2 separate regions of the Anas platyrhynchos genome follow, and region 2 is linked to region 1. Evidence: chromatin contacts called from public Hi-C data. All regions are on one chromosome and are shown on one strand. The core of a region is the stretch at or near the end of the contact, and the rest is flanking DNA. Distances in the headings are between cores, read along the strand shown. Region 1 overlaps NAP1L4 (nucleosome assembly protein 1 like 4). Region 2 overlaps OSBPL5 (oxysterol binding protein like 5).

Region 1 (5,933 bases), core at 991-3,490:
CCAAACTTAAATTTTTCTTTTAAGAGCAATTTGAGTACTGAGGAAGAGAAAAACACTGCAGTCAAGAGGTAGGCTTTTTTTTTTTAAAAAAAATATTTGTTAATATTTTCAAACTGCTATAATCTTAATTACATTGCTCAGGGTTATAGTGTGTATGACATAAACATACTAACATTCTTACCTTAGCATCACTCTCTGCATCTTCCTCCTCTTCTCCCTCCTCTTCCCCCTCCAACTCCTATGACAAAATAGAGATAAACTAACAGAAATTAAAACAGGTTAAAAGTGCAACTTTTTCCAATGGAGAAAAAAACAAAGTAGCAAGTATTACCACTGTATTCCAGAGTGTTTCAGCAGTCAACATTAAAACTACTTTGGCTTGATTAAAAGAATTCAGCATCTTCTAGATCTTAAAGCAAAATCTTTAAAAGAAAATTTAAAACAAGATTTACAAGATTCAGCATGACTGACTTAAGGAAACCTTCCTACATAAGTTGCTGCACTCTGCTAGTGATTTTTGAACTTCTACCCAATGCATTACTTGGAACGTTGCAGTTCTGGTAAGCAGTATCTAATTTTGTTCTTTTTCACCTTCTTCTCCCAGTCTATTTATTTGGCCTATTGTGGACAGATTAGGTATTCTTCTACAGGATTCGGCAGTATTTTTGCACTGTTGTACACATGCCTATTGCACTGGGTCTGGCTGGGATGTTAACTTTCCCTGCAGCAGCCAATTCAGTGCTGTGCTCTGCACTTGTAGCTAGAACAGCAGTGGTATCACACCAGTGTTGTGTCTGCTGCTGAGCAGTGCTGCCACAGCATCAGGACTCCCTCTAATCCTCCCAGGGGGTGGGCAAAAAAATAGAGAAAAGAAACATCACCAGGGCAGCTGACCTAAACCAGCCGAAGGGATATTCCATACCACATGATGTCACACTCAGCAATAAAAGGTGGAAACAGGAAAATGAGGGGAGGGGTGGGATCTTGGTGTGAAAACACTGGTCCTCCTCCCAAACACTGGCTACGTGCGTTGAGGCCCTGCTTCAAGGACATGGTCAAACCTCACTTATTTGTGGGAAGTAGAGAGTAATTCCTTTCCTCTGCACTTCCACGTAACCTTTATTTTTTTTCCCCTTTCCCTTTTTCTTCCTCTTTAGTTAAATTGTTTAGTTAATATAGTCTTTCCTTAATAATTATAATTTTTTCCCTTTAATTAAATTATCCTTATCTCAACCCGTGAGTTGTTCTTTACTTCTTCCCCTTCTCAGCTAAGGAGGAGTGAGAGAACAGTTGTGGTGTTTAGCTGCCTAGCACAGTAAAACCACCAGTCCTTTCTGGTGCCCAACGTGGGGCTCAAAGGGTTGAGATAACAATAGAATTGACTAAAAACACTTGCAACTAACACGCTTACTCGCTAGTCACCACGTTCAGTGTCCTGTTAATATTGGATTGTTTGATCATATAATCATGCAATCTGTGTCATGTTCTCCTTTCTCCTCTACATCTGATCCAGGAATGGGCTACAAGCTGTGTTTTTGTTTTTGTTTTATTTTATTTTATTTTTTTTATTTTATTTTGCTGTGCTGCCAAGCACTGGCCTTCAGTTTCATCTGGCATTCAGGCTCTCCACTGTTATCATTTGGGTCTCATGGAAACTACCTTTTAGAGAATATTCAGAACTACATTGCCTTCCTTTCCTCATCTGGACGTCAGTTTATGAATAGTATCAGGAATGGTACCTCCTCCTTCTTTCACAGTGTGCTAATTACAACAATTTGAGTATTTTGAGTATCCATACGTAACCCATATATTGCTATTTCTAATTCTGAATAACTGGTTTCCTCTTCTCTCTTAGTCAATTGTTTAGAAAGCTTACCCGGGAATCTGTCTCGAAACAGTCTTGTGGCAGGTGGCAATGCGTGTGGGAGGATATAGGCAGGTACCTGTCACAGGTGTCTGATCCAATAGTTTTGAACTTCACCCCCTGAACAAGTGCAAAATCCTAAAAACCTGATAGAATGTTTGAGAGTTGTATGTCCTGACCCTGATAATGCCAGAGAATGACAGCTTGCAGCACTGTGCTGGGTCCTGGCTTACTCCTATCAAACACTGTTTAACATCATCCAGCACCTTGAAGAGAGGGAGAAAGTCTGAGTCCGATGACCAGATAACATGCTGTGGCTGACCCAGAGGACCAACCGATATGGTATCAGTCATCCGCATAGTCAAGTCTAAACAATGGAAATCAGCTCGTTTAGTAAGAGAAGAAGTCTCTCCTAAGAAGGAGGGAGAAGGGGAAAAGGCAGGCACCTCTAAAGCAGAGTCATCACAAAAACAGCAGGAAGAAGAGATGGAAATCATAAAGGAATCAGAAACCACTCGATCCCTATCAGCATGAGGGTGTTCAAGTTGCTTCAGAAGTTGTGGGTACAGAAGCACAGCTCCTCTTGGCCCCACAGTTACCTGTATTACCTTGGACGTTCAAAGGGAAAATTCCCACTATACACCATGCGACTGATGCTACATGGAGTAAGTGGATAGTGTTAATTACACAGCGGGCTCGAATGGGAAAACCTAATTGCCCAGGAATCCTGGAAGAGATCATGGACAAGCCAGAAGACAGATTTCGGAGTGCCAACAGAAGGGGTAACCCGTGCTGAAGAGGCACCACCATGTCATGAGTTGCCAGAAGACAAAAAGCAGTATGTATTGTTTACTGACGGATCCTGCCGTGTGGTAGGGAGCCATCGGAAATGGAAAGCTGCTGTGTGGAGTCCCACACGATGAGTTGTGGAGGCCATGGAAGGGAAAGGCGAGTCAAGACAGTATGCAGAAGTAAAAGCCATACAACTAGCCCTAGAGATTGCCAAAAAAAGAGAAAAATGGCCAGTACTGTATCTCTACACTGACTCATGGATGGTGGCTGCAGCAATGGAAACAGAGCAACTGGCAGTGCAGAGGTAAAGGTATCTGGGCTGCTACCCTGTTGCAAGATATTGCTGCCCAGGTACAAAACCTGGATGTAAAAGTAAGTCATGTAGATGCCCACATGCCCAAGAGTCATGGTACTGAGTGGGTGTATCACATCCCTTATCACCCACAAACCTCTGAGAAGGTTGAGAGGTACAGTGGACTGTTAAAGACTATGTTACAAGTATTGGGTGCTGGGATATGCAAACAATGGGACACAAATCTACCAGAAGCCACTTGGCTAGTTAACAATAAGGGGTCTGACAGCCATGCTGGTCCTGCTGAAACAAAACCCCTACACAGTGAAAGGAGCTAAAGTCCCCATAGTGCATGTAGGAAAGTGGATGGGGAAGGCAGTGTGGGTTGCTCCTGCCTCGGGAAAAGGCAAATCCACTGATGGGACTGTCTTCGCCCAAGGACCAGAGTATACCTGGTGGGACATGCAAAGAATGGGGATATCAAGTGCATGACTCAAGAAGATTTAACCTTGAGAGAAAACTAATATGTAACCTAAGTTATATGTTGTAGGAAGGCATTGCAGGATCAATGACAGGTCAACTTTGCAAGGAACTGGGCAGTGCAATAAGGACTTGAGCTCAGCTGGTGCTGGTGTCCTGACATCCAACTCCGCCTGCCCTAAGTGACCACTTTGGCAGATGAAGACCAAATTGTCAACAGTTCTTATGAACATTTTCCAAGAAAGACCAACACAATGAGAAGATATACCTGCCTATTAATCTGTTAAGGGACAAGGAATAATGGTGATGAGAATACTTATAGGCTAAAGTATGGGGGATCTGAGAGTGACACAAATGTTATGGAATAAAGGGTGGAGGTTGGTAGCAGAGGATCGTGGTGGTTTTACTGTGCTAGGCAGCTAAACACCACATCTATATCCAAGTAGTAACATCTGGCACTGTGTACAGATTAAAAATATATGTACATTTCTATCACAATCCAGCTTAAAAATATAAATGTTTAGTCCTCAATAGCCTAGGCCCAAAAGTCTGCATTACAACTTGCAAAGATAAAAGCAACTGCAGTCTGAAAGCTGCCAGCTCTTATCAGACCACCAGCTCAGTAACTTCTAATGCACTCTACTCTGGTGAGCTTGATGACAGTCAGGTATGTACCTTTAACCAATCAGCAAGAACACCACAGCAAACATAGTAAAATAAAAGCGTAATTGCCTGTCAAGGATATTAGTTTATTCAAGTGTGGTATCATTTAGTGGTTTTGTGCAAAGCCTTTCATGGTATGCTTGTATTCATACAACACTGCAGTAAACGGACCAGAGCTCTTGGCATACTAGAACTTTCACTCTAAATTGAACCTTTAACCCTAGCAGTTGCTCCCTCTCCTTTTTTTGAACTTGGTATTTGGCAGTAACCAGTCTTAAGACACATGACAACTAAAAACTGAAAACCAAATTTAACTGCCACCTAAGTAATAGGTATTAGAAAAAAAATGAAGGGTCTTAGCACTCATTAAAAAAAAAAAAAAAGCTTCTGCTTTTGACTTGTGACAGAAAGTAGCTCCCAAAATACTAGGAGAACCCTAGGTTAAGTGCTCTTACAGGAAGTAACTTTTTTCTGAAGACAAGTAACAAACAAATTTTACAAGTTAGAAATGCTGAACTCTTTTGGAAAGAAGTACCATACACAGTTTCAGGACTGGAATACAGTAGGTAATTAGTTATCTATAAAAGATGTAGTATGCATCTCACCTCCTCTTCACCTTCTTCACCTTCTTCAAACTGAAAAACAAGACCAAGAAGTTTTATCAACTCTGCTAATATTCGCATAAAATCTCTGCAGTAACAGTTCTGGCACACTGAAACACAGTACTGCAAACTAAGCCCCTTCTAGAAGGGAACATTAGCAGCTCACAATAAATTGAATGGTTATTTCCTATTCCCAAGTAATAGGAATCTCTTCAGATTTTGTTATTCTCAAATAATTAATAAAACATACTAGTCTAATCAGAAAAGTAAGAGGGACAGCTTCTAGATACATGGTGACTAATAAACAAAATGCTGATGGGCATACATACATTATCATCATCCTCTATAGCCTCCCCAGTGAAATAAAGCACAGCACGAGGGACTATCCTTTCACGGAAGAAGTGACCAATTTCAAAATCTGCTGCTAAAGTAAACTCAGAATCTTCATCCTGTAAAGCAAATCAGTTTGAAATAATTTCATTCACTCCTCTGTAGCACACCACTTTCTTTTTTTTTTTTTTTTTAATTGAAAAATAAAAAAGTTACAGGTTTGAGAAACACACCATCAACCCTTCTGGTGACCTGCACTTAATTTTGTAGCAGTAAAAGAAATATTGCAAGGCTAAATCCAGATTTGCAAAACTGCCATTTAAAGAATTTTCTACCATCTATGTACAGGCTACTGGCCTGCTAAAAAACACATTCTATTAAAAATAAAGTTCACATTGACTTTGCTGGCCCTGACACTTTTCATAGCAGAATTGTTCAGACTGTTTCAGACTTCCGCGAAGAGCTGGTTACCAGTTGTATGACTAGAAAAAGTTACAACCTTTTCCCAACAGTGACAGTTACAGATGTATCTTATCAAGACATGCAACAGCAAAAGATCACAGGATTTAGAGAAGTCAACAGTATCTTTCAGTTTATCAAGGTAAAGCTCAACTCCAGCAACAGCAAAAATAACTAAGATATGCACCATTATTAAAGAATCTGAATAGTTAGCATAGAGATGGTGAAGAAGAAAACAGTAGAGAACAGTTGTGCCATTTCAGAAACAAACTTACCAACGACTCTCCATCACCAGATACTGCAAAAAAGAAAAGACAGCACATTCAAGTAAAGTTTGAATATTGAGGTAGGCTAGACTATACAAAGATGACAAAAACATAAAGACCTTCTCATACCAGAAAGCACTGGGATAAAGACTTCAAAAGCTAACAAACTTTTAAAGTCAATTTAG
Region 2 (5,933 bases), core at 1,376-3,875, 94 kb after region 1:
AACTAAATTTTGTCAGGCCAGTTTGCTTGTGAGCTCTGCCTGTCATTTATCCCCAAAGATATGGAAACAGACCTTCAATTTACTTTGATTAAGATCATTATGGAATGTTTAGATATAAAGGAAGGTAGGATTTGATTATCTGTTTTATTATTATCCCTTTTGACAGAGGCAACACAAACCACCACAACATTCTCTTCAAACAAACAAACAAACAAACAAAACAAAACAAAACAAACAAACAAAAAAAAACAGGAAAGCAGGTTTCTGTGGCACAGGTCTTCACTGAAGAGATTAATGTCATATACGGGACACCTGCCAAAGCTCAAAGTAATCTCAGTAAATCCAAAGAGAAAAAAAGATCAGCAGCTAGTTTTTTCCACGTCCCACTCTGACGTTTAAACAAAACTTCAAGTTACTCTCACAGGGTGAGATAAGGAGCATGCTCCTATGCAGGGAGGTGTAAATGGGCTGCTGCTTGCAGCACTTGAACATCCAAATAATGTGACTTACCTGTTCTGCGATGTAAAATGTGTGACTGTTCGTCTGAGGGTGAAACCAACAGCAGCGAAATGTCTCTCCAAGAATAGGGTTGTATGGCTTTTTAATTCCCTGAAAAAAAGAAAGCAACCAAAACCTGCTATAAATCTGCAAGTCAACTTTACAGACACAGCCACAAAACATTGTAGTAATTTTCTTCCTTATGTTAGATCAAGTCAACTACAAGAATCAAAGCGTAAGAACTTGTTACATATATCCTCCTGCGCAAATCTCTTCACCCAAGCCATGAATTCATCTGCAATTCATCCAGCTTAATCTCTGATACTGCCCAATCAAAGCTGTACAAGATGGTCATACTTTATTATTTCTGTTACTATATGCAGCAGGTACACACTTCTGTGGGAACATGACACTAAGATACTGAAAAGATAAAGAAGAGACCTGCTTGCAGCGAGGTAAAACCCCTGCATCCAAGGACTTTCTAATTTTTGATGACAACTTTTGTTTTCTAGATGTCCAGTGCAAAAGCTCTTAGGTTAACCAACACTATTTGGCACCCAATATTCACTCCCAAACGAAATACAACTTTGGTTTTGAAAATAATTGTCACAGTATTCTGAACAACAGAAGAGGTAAACTGTTAAAGGAAATTCAATAAAGAAATGCACAGCCACAGCAGAAGTTTCCAACATCTATTAGAACCCCAAGCACAAGCATTCTCTTACCTTTGGCTTCTTGTAGAAGCCGGACAGATACCACCTCAAAACTTGCTTAATTCGACTGTATGGATCGTCTTCAAGAACAGCCCTGCAGGACAGAACATAAAATGTTTTCTCACATGCTTTTCATACTGTTTACACATCATATTCATTTTATACCGGTACAATGATCTTAATTTCAACAGTATTTCCCTAGTACTAAATAAAAGGAAGTAATTTCTGTACTGCTCCAATGAAAAAGGTGTTTGCCAGCAGCAACTGTTTTTTAGTAATGTACATTGTAAAACACACACATAAATGCTTAGAAAGTGACCTAATTCTTGCAAAAAGCCTAATAAAGTCTCTGGAGTGTATAAGGTTTGATTGGATATACCTCCAGGTATGTTAATGTGGGAATGACAGTAGTCACTGATAATAGTAAAGTATAAGAAGTAAAAATAACAATATTAATCACATCAAAATAAAAAACAATTCTATTTTTCTCTCTTTTTCTTCGTTTTCACCTTTCTTAAAAGATCTTTAAAGCTGCCATGCTGCATGGCCTTTTTCAGTCCTTTGTGATTTCACACAATCATTTAAGTTGGAAGTGGCTTCTCAGGGCTGTCTCATCCAACCTTCCTCTGCTCAAAGATGATGTGGGAAGTAAACACAGAGTTCCTGGCATTTCCAACCGTTTAGTCAGATTTGAAAATCCACCTGCTTAAGTTCTTGCAAAATCCATTTAGAAGGAGCAACCACACCACAAAGAGGCTTATTAAAGAAAAACTTCAAACCCCTTAAAGTTTTTTTTCACATCTCAGCACTGAGGAGAACCATTTCCTTAACTTCAGATTTCAAACATACCACAAAAAAACTTGAAAATACCACAGCTCTAAAATTATCCAGAGGCAGCAGAATAAACATGAGTAACTAGTGCTGATATTTGAATACTGCACACACTGGCTTTAAAATACACCAAACATATCTCATTGAGAAAGATGGCCCTATCTGCAAGCAGGACATTTCCTGTTTTCTACTGTGGTGCTCCCTGCAGGTCTCTCTGCTCAACTGTGTTAAAAGGTGTTTCTTATTTATCATACAAAATAATTATGCTGCTTTTGGAACAGAAGAGCTTGCTGATTCCACTGTTTGCTCTGTCTTATACTCCTCTGTACGTAAGTACACCAGAAGGTGGCGCAGCTCTGTTCCGAGCTGCTCAAAGGAACGAGCCAAATACCCATCAGTTCCAGCCTGTGCTGGAAAGGACGTGTGTGCGCAAAGGCAGCTTTGTCTGGAGCTTAACTGTTTTCCCTGTTTCCTTGCCCTTCAGGAGCAGCAGTGCATCTTGAAAAGGTCCCTGCAGCTGGAGCCTAGATTGATTTACACTGAATCCCAGTGACCTGAGTGCTATTTGGGAGCCTTTTGAGCATGCCTCAGCCAGCACCAGGCTCACGCTTTAACACTTTTTCACACTGACAAGAGACGTGCCCATGCCAGGCATGCTCTGTGTGCTGCTTACTGGGAGAGCAGGTCAGCATGGTAGTAGTAATCAGAGAGCTTGTTCAGGAATGAGCGTGGTTCCAGGATGAAGGTGGGCAGCACCACCCGTGACAGGTCCATGCCGGGTCGCAGCTGCTTCAACAGGATCCACATCAGGCTCTTGTTCTCCTCGGAGACGGTTTCTGTTTGAGACGATTCACCTGTCTACAACCGGAAATACAAGAAGCATACAAGAAACTCCTCTCAGGCCCATCCTCAGCAAGTGAGAGACTGTAAGATTTACTAGTACACCCACAGAAAAAAATAGGAGATAAATGAGTAATCAACAAAGAACTGAAGCAGTCCTTCAAGTTCAAAACAGGACAAGCTGATAGGTAAGGCACTGCAAAGGGCCCATTGCCAGGTTGTGTGCACAGACTACAGCTCCCCCAGTGCTATGTAGCGCCCTTTGCAGCAGAAGCACAGTAACACTAAAAAAACAACCAACTATGTAAAAAAAAAAAACAAAAAACAAACAAACAAACAAAAAAAAACACACAAAAAAAGCCAGGCAATTTATTGTGGTTTCATCTGTAACTGTGTAGCTCCTCCGTGTTCAATGGAAATACATGAGGTATAATATGGTGGAATAGGGCTTTTCAATGCAATGGAGAAAGAAAATGAAATTTTGAAACATGAATGTTGTTTTAATGCAGATGTTGGTTGTCTAGACTTTTGTCTAACACTCATCCTAGGCATCAGAATTTAACAGTGAAAGAGAATACTTATAATTAGGCTTCCTATTGTTTTTAGGCAAGAGATTTCTATCAGAAGGGCACAGTTCCATTCAGTAGCATTTCTGGAATACATTCTGGTTCAGGAGAGGACATGTAGCATACCCCAACAGGTTTTGCAGATGGTATATATCACTAAACACTCATTTTCACCACCTGAGCATCCTCAGCACCTTTTTGGCTCCTAATCGCCCCTTTTACTCGTCATTCACAACTTGTGAGTAGGCCTGTAGGCTGGGGAGAATTTCAGACTGAGGAACAACACGGCTCTTTTCATTTCATTGCTTTTCCCTGTACCGTTCTTGTGACAGTCTGATGCAATACACAGCTCTGATCTCCAAGAAGTGGAAATCATTTTAAGGACGTAATACCACAGCGTCCTCTAGAGGTTAGAATATGTATGGCTCTGCCAGAGCTTTCATTATTTATCTAGGTTTCAAGCGTGCATGTACTGGCAAGATAAATTAATGCCATGTTGAAATTGCTGTACAAGGTGTTACTCAGAGTGCGTAACTGCAGAAGGGATGGATGAAGAGGGATGAAAAAGGACAGGCAGGGGTGTGAGAGTAATTTCAGGTTATTTCTGTTTGCATTCCCATCAAATACCTCATCCTCAATACTCCTTTTTTAAGCTAGCTATAACTAAAATAAATTTAAAATAAGTTTTGTTGCTTTTGTTACCAGTCTACCTACTAAGAAGGTGTCTTTTTTACATTCTAGGCTAACTTTTGCAGTATTAAAGTCGTTCTGACACCTGTCTCTGCCTGCATGTTCCTACTGCAAACAGGGCAAGGCACGCAGATGCACAAGCACATGCCTTTTTAATGCATACAGATGCATATACATATGTGCATACATTTGAAATGTGCTTTCAAAGCCATGCTGCAAATTTAACAGTGATGGTTTGCATCTGTGATCTGCAAATCTGAACTGTATACAGAGGGACAGAGGCAATTTCAGTTTAAGAAGCTAGTTAATGTTATTAATTGACATGCATTTACCTTGATCCATCTGAGCCCACTGCTTATAGCAAACTACATCACTGCCTACAGTTTACTTTTCTTTATGTTACTGTTACCATTGGAATAAGAATTAACAGCCAGTCTCATCCATATGTCTCAGGAGACAACAGTCCCACTTTGCAGCCAACAACAGAAATCTAGTAAAACCCCTAATGGTCAAGGCTGCATGGGAACTCCTTTTGAAAGCTCACTGGAGTTACCCCGCCTGAACAAACACCCTAGCTTTATTTTACATTATCCAGTATCACTCTCTACTGTGGAATGTAGTCCTCCCCTTTTGTTTTTATTTTTATGGAAAACTGTAGAGTCTTCTTTCATTCACACAGACACCACTGCTGCCTTTTAGGTTTGACTGAACACCAAAGTATCTATCTGCTCTACTACTCCTTCTAGGACAAGTTTTCAATTGGCAAAAGCTCATTTCAGAATAACGAGCTGAGAGAAATTAGGCTTGCCTTTGTTTTGGTGTTGCCAAACATTGTTTGGTTCCTCCACTGTATTCAAAGTTCCCTCTTTGAACCCAGTCACCATTTGCTATGTGTCTGGGTGGGATTTGAAGGGAAGAGATGTACAAAAGGAATTTTTTTAAAAACATCTTTGGATGCCTGTAGACAACAGTTCTTTTTCTAAGCACAATTTTTACAGCAGGGGCTTGCACCTCACCCTGACATCTGAAATCCCAGCAAACACATGCAGTTAAGAAACATCTTTCCAGCAAAGTGATTTTCTTTGAAGCATCAACAAGACTTCAGCTTCCTCTTTCAAATAGGCAAGGGAGTGCTCCAAGCCCTCCCGGTGCAAGAGTACAGTGCTTCTCTGCTGCTTACCCAGACTGACTCTCACCCAACAGTGGGTGCCCCAGTTGCTCTACAGCTGCCTTATTCAGAGATGTCACAGCGACATCCAGCTAACAACGGCTCTTATACGGAACAGAAACGCACCCTTCTGCTGTTAAGTGACATAGCTTTTCTACAAGAAATGGTCCTTAAGGAATCAAGTGGCACCATTAGGACACACAGAAAGGATGTTCCATGCATAATGAAAAAAGGAAAGGATCATATTTTGTATCATGCAAGGACTGAGCATCTTAATTGACCAGGACACATGCCCAGAATAATAATTCCCCCTCCTGCTGGCTCCACAAAGCCCTGTGCCAATGCTATGAGGCTCTTCACTGCAATAACTGGTTAAAGCAATCGCTGATGCTGGACACATGCCAAAGCAAAGTAGCAGAGCTGCTGTTCATAATGCATAATTATTAGAGCACATGATAATTCAACATAATTTAGCAGAAAGCTGTACATTGCTCTATCTGTAAAACACTGGAACCCACAAAGCTGATTCTTAGCTGCCATACATCTAAAAGACTGGATGACAAATACTATGAACAGAGACATTTCAACAGGAACAGGCAATGATTAACATGTTTTTATGTGTTTGTT

Evidence for each region. A called contact is a pair of places that touch in the nucleus more often than the background predicts.
Region 2: a contact with region 1 is called in a Hi-C map of skeletal muscle, with 1.8 times the contacts expected there. The contact joins two enhancer-like sites. A contact is called at or near these places in 6 of 8 Hi-C or Micro-C datasets (F1 follicle, F5 follicle, liver and 2 more).

What each region holds. Positions count from the first base shown.
Region 1 is chr5:29,034,226-29,040,158 of IASCAAS_PekinDuck_T2T, forward strand. NAP1L4 (nucleosome assembly protein 1 like 4) reads right to left here. Exons shown (of 16, transcript XM_013099804.5): 12 at 5,758-5,780; 13 at 5,023-5,142; 14 at 4,697-4,726; 15 at 182-238. Among named protein-coding and RNA genes, the nearest start is that of NAP1L4, 20 kb to the right of the region's middle. Within about 2 kb of position 2,241, at least 2 of the 8 cell types and tissues checked have an H3K27ac peak or open chromatin away from gene starts, as enhancers often do. A contact at or near this core is called in F1 follicle, where this site is marked.
Region 2 is chr5:29,127,931-29,133,863 of IASCAAS_PekinDuck_T2T, forward strand. It overlaps OSBPL5 (oxysterol binding protein like 5), which reads right to left. Exons shown (of 22, transcript XM_072038546.1): 10 at 2,716-2,900; 11 at 1,224-1,305; 12 at 511-609. Among named protein-coding and RNA genes, the nearest start is that of CARS1, 35 kb to the left of the region's middle. Within about 2 kb of position 2,626, at least 4 of the 8 cell types and tissues checked have an H3K27ac peak or open chromatin away from gene starts, as enhancers often do. A contact at or near this core is called in F1 follicle, where this site is marked.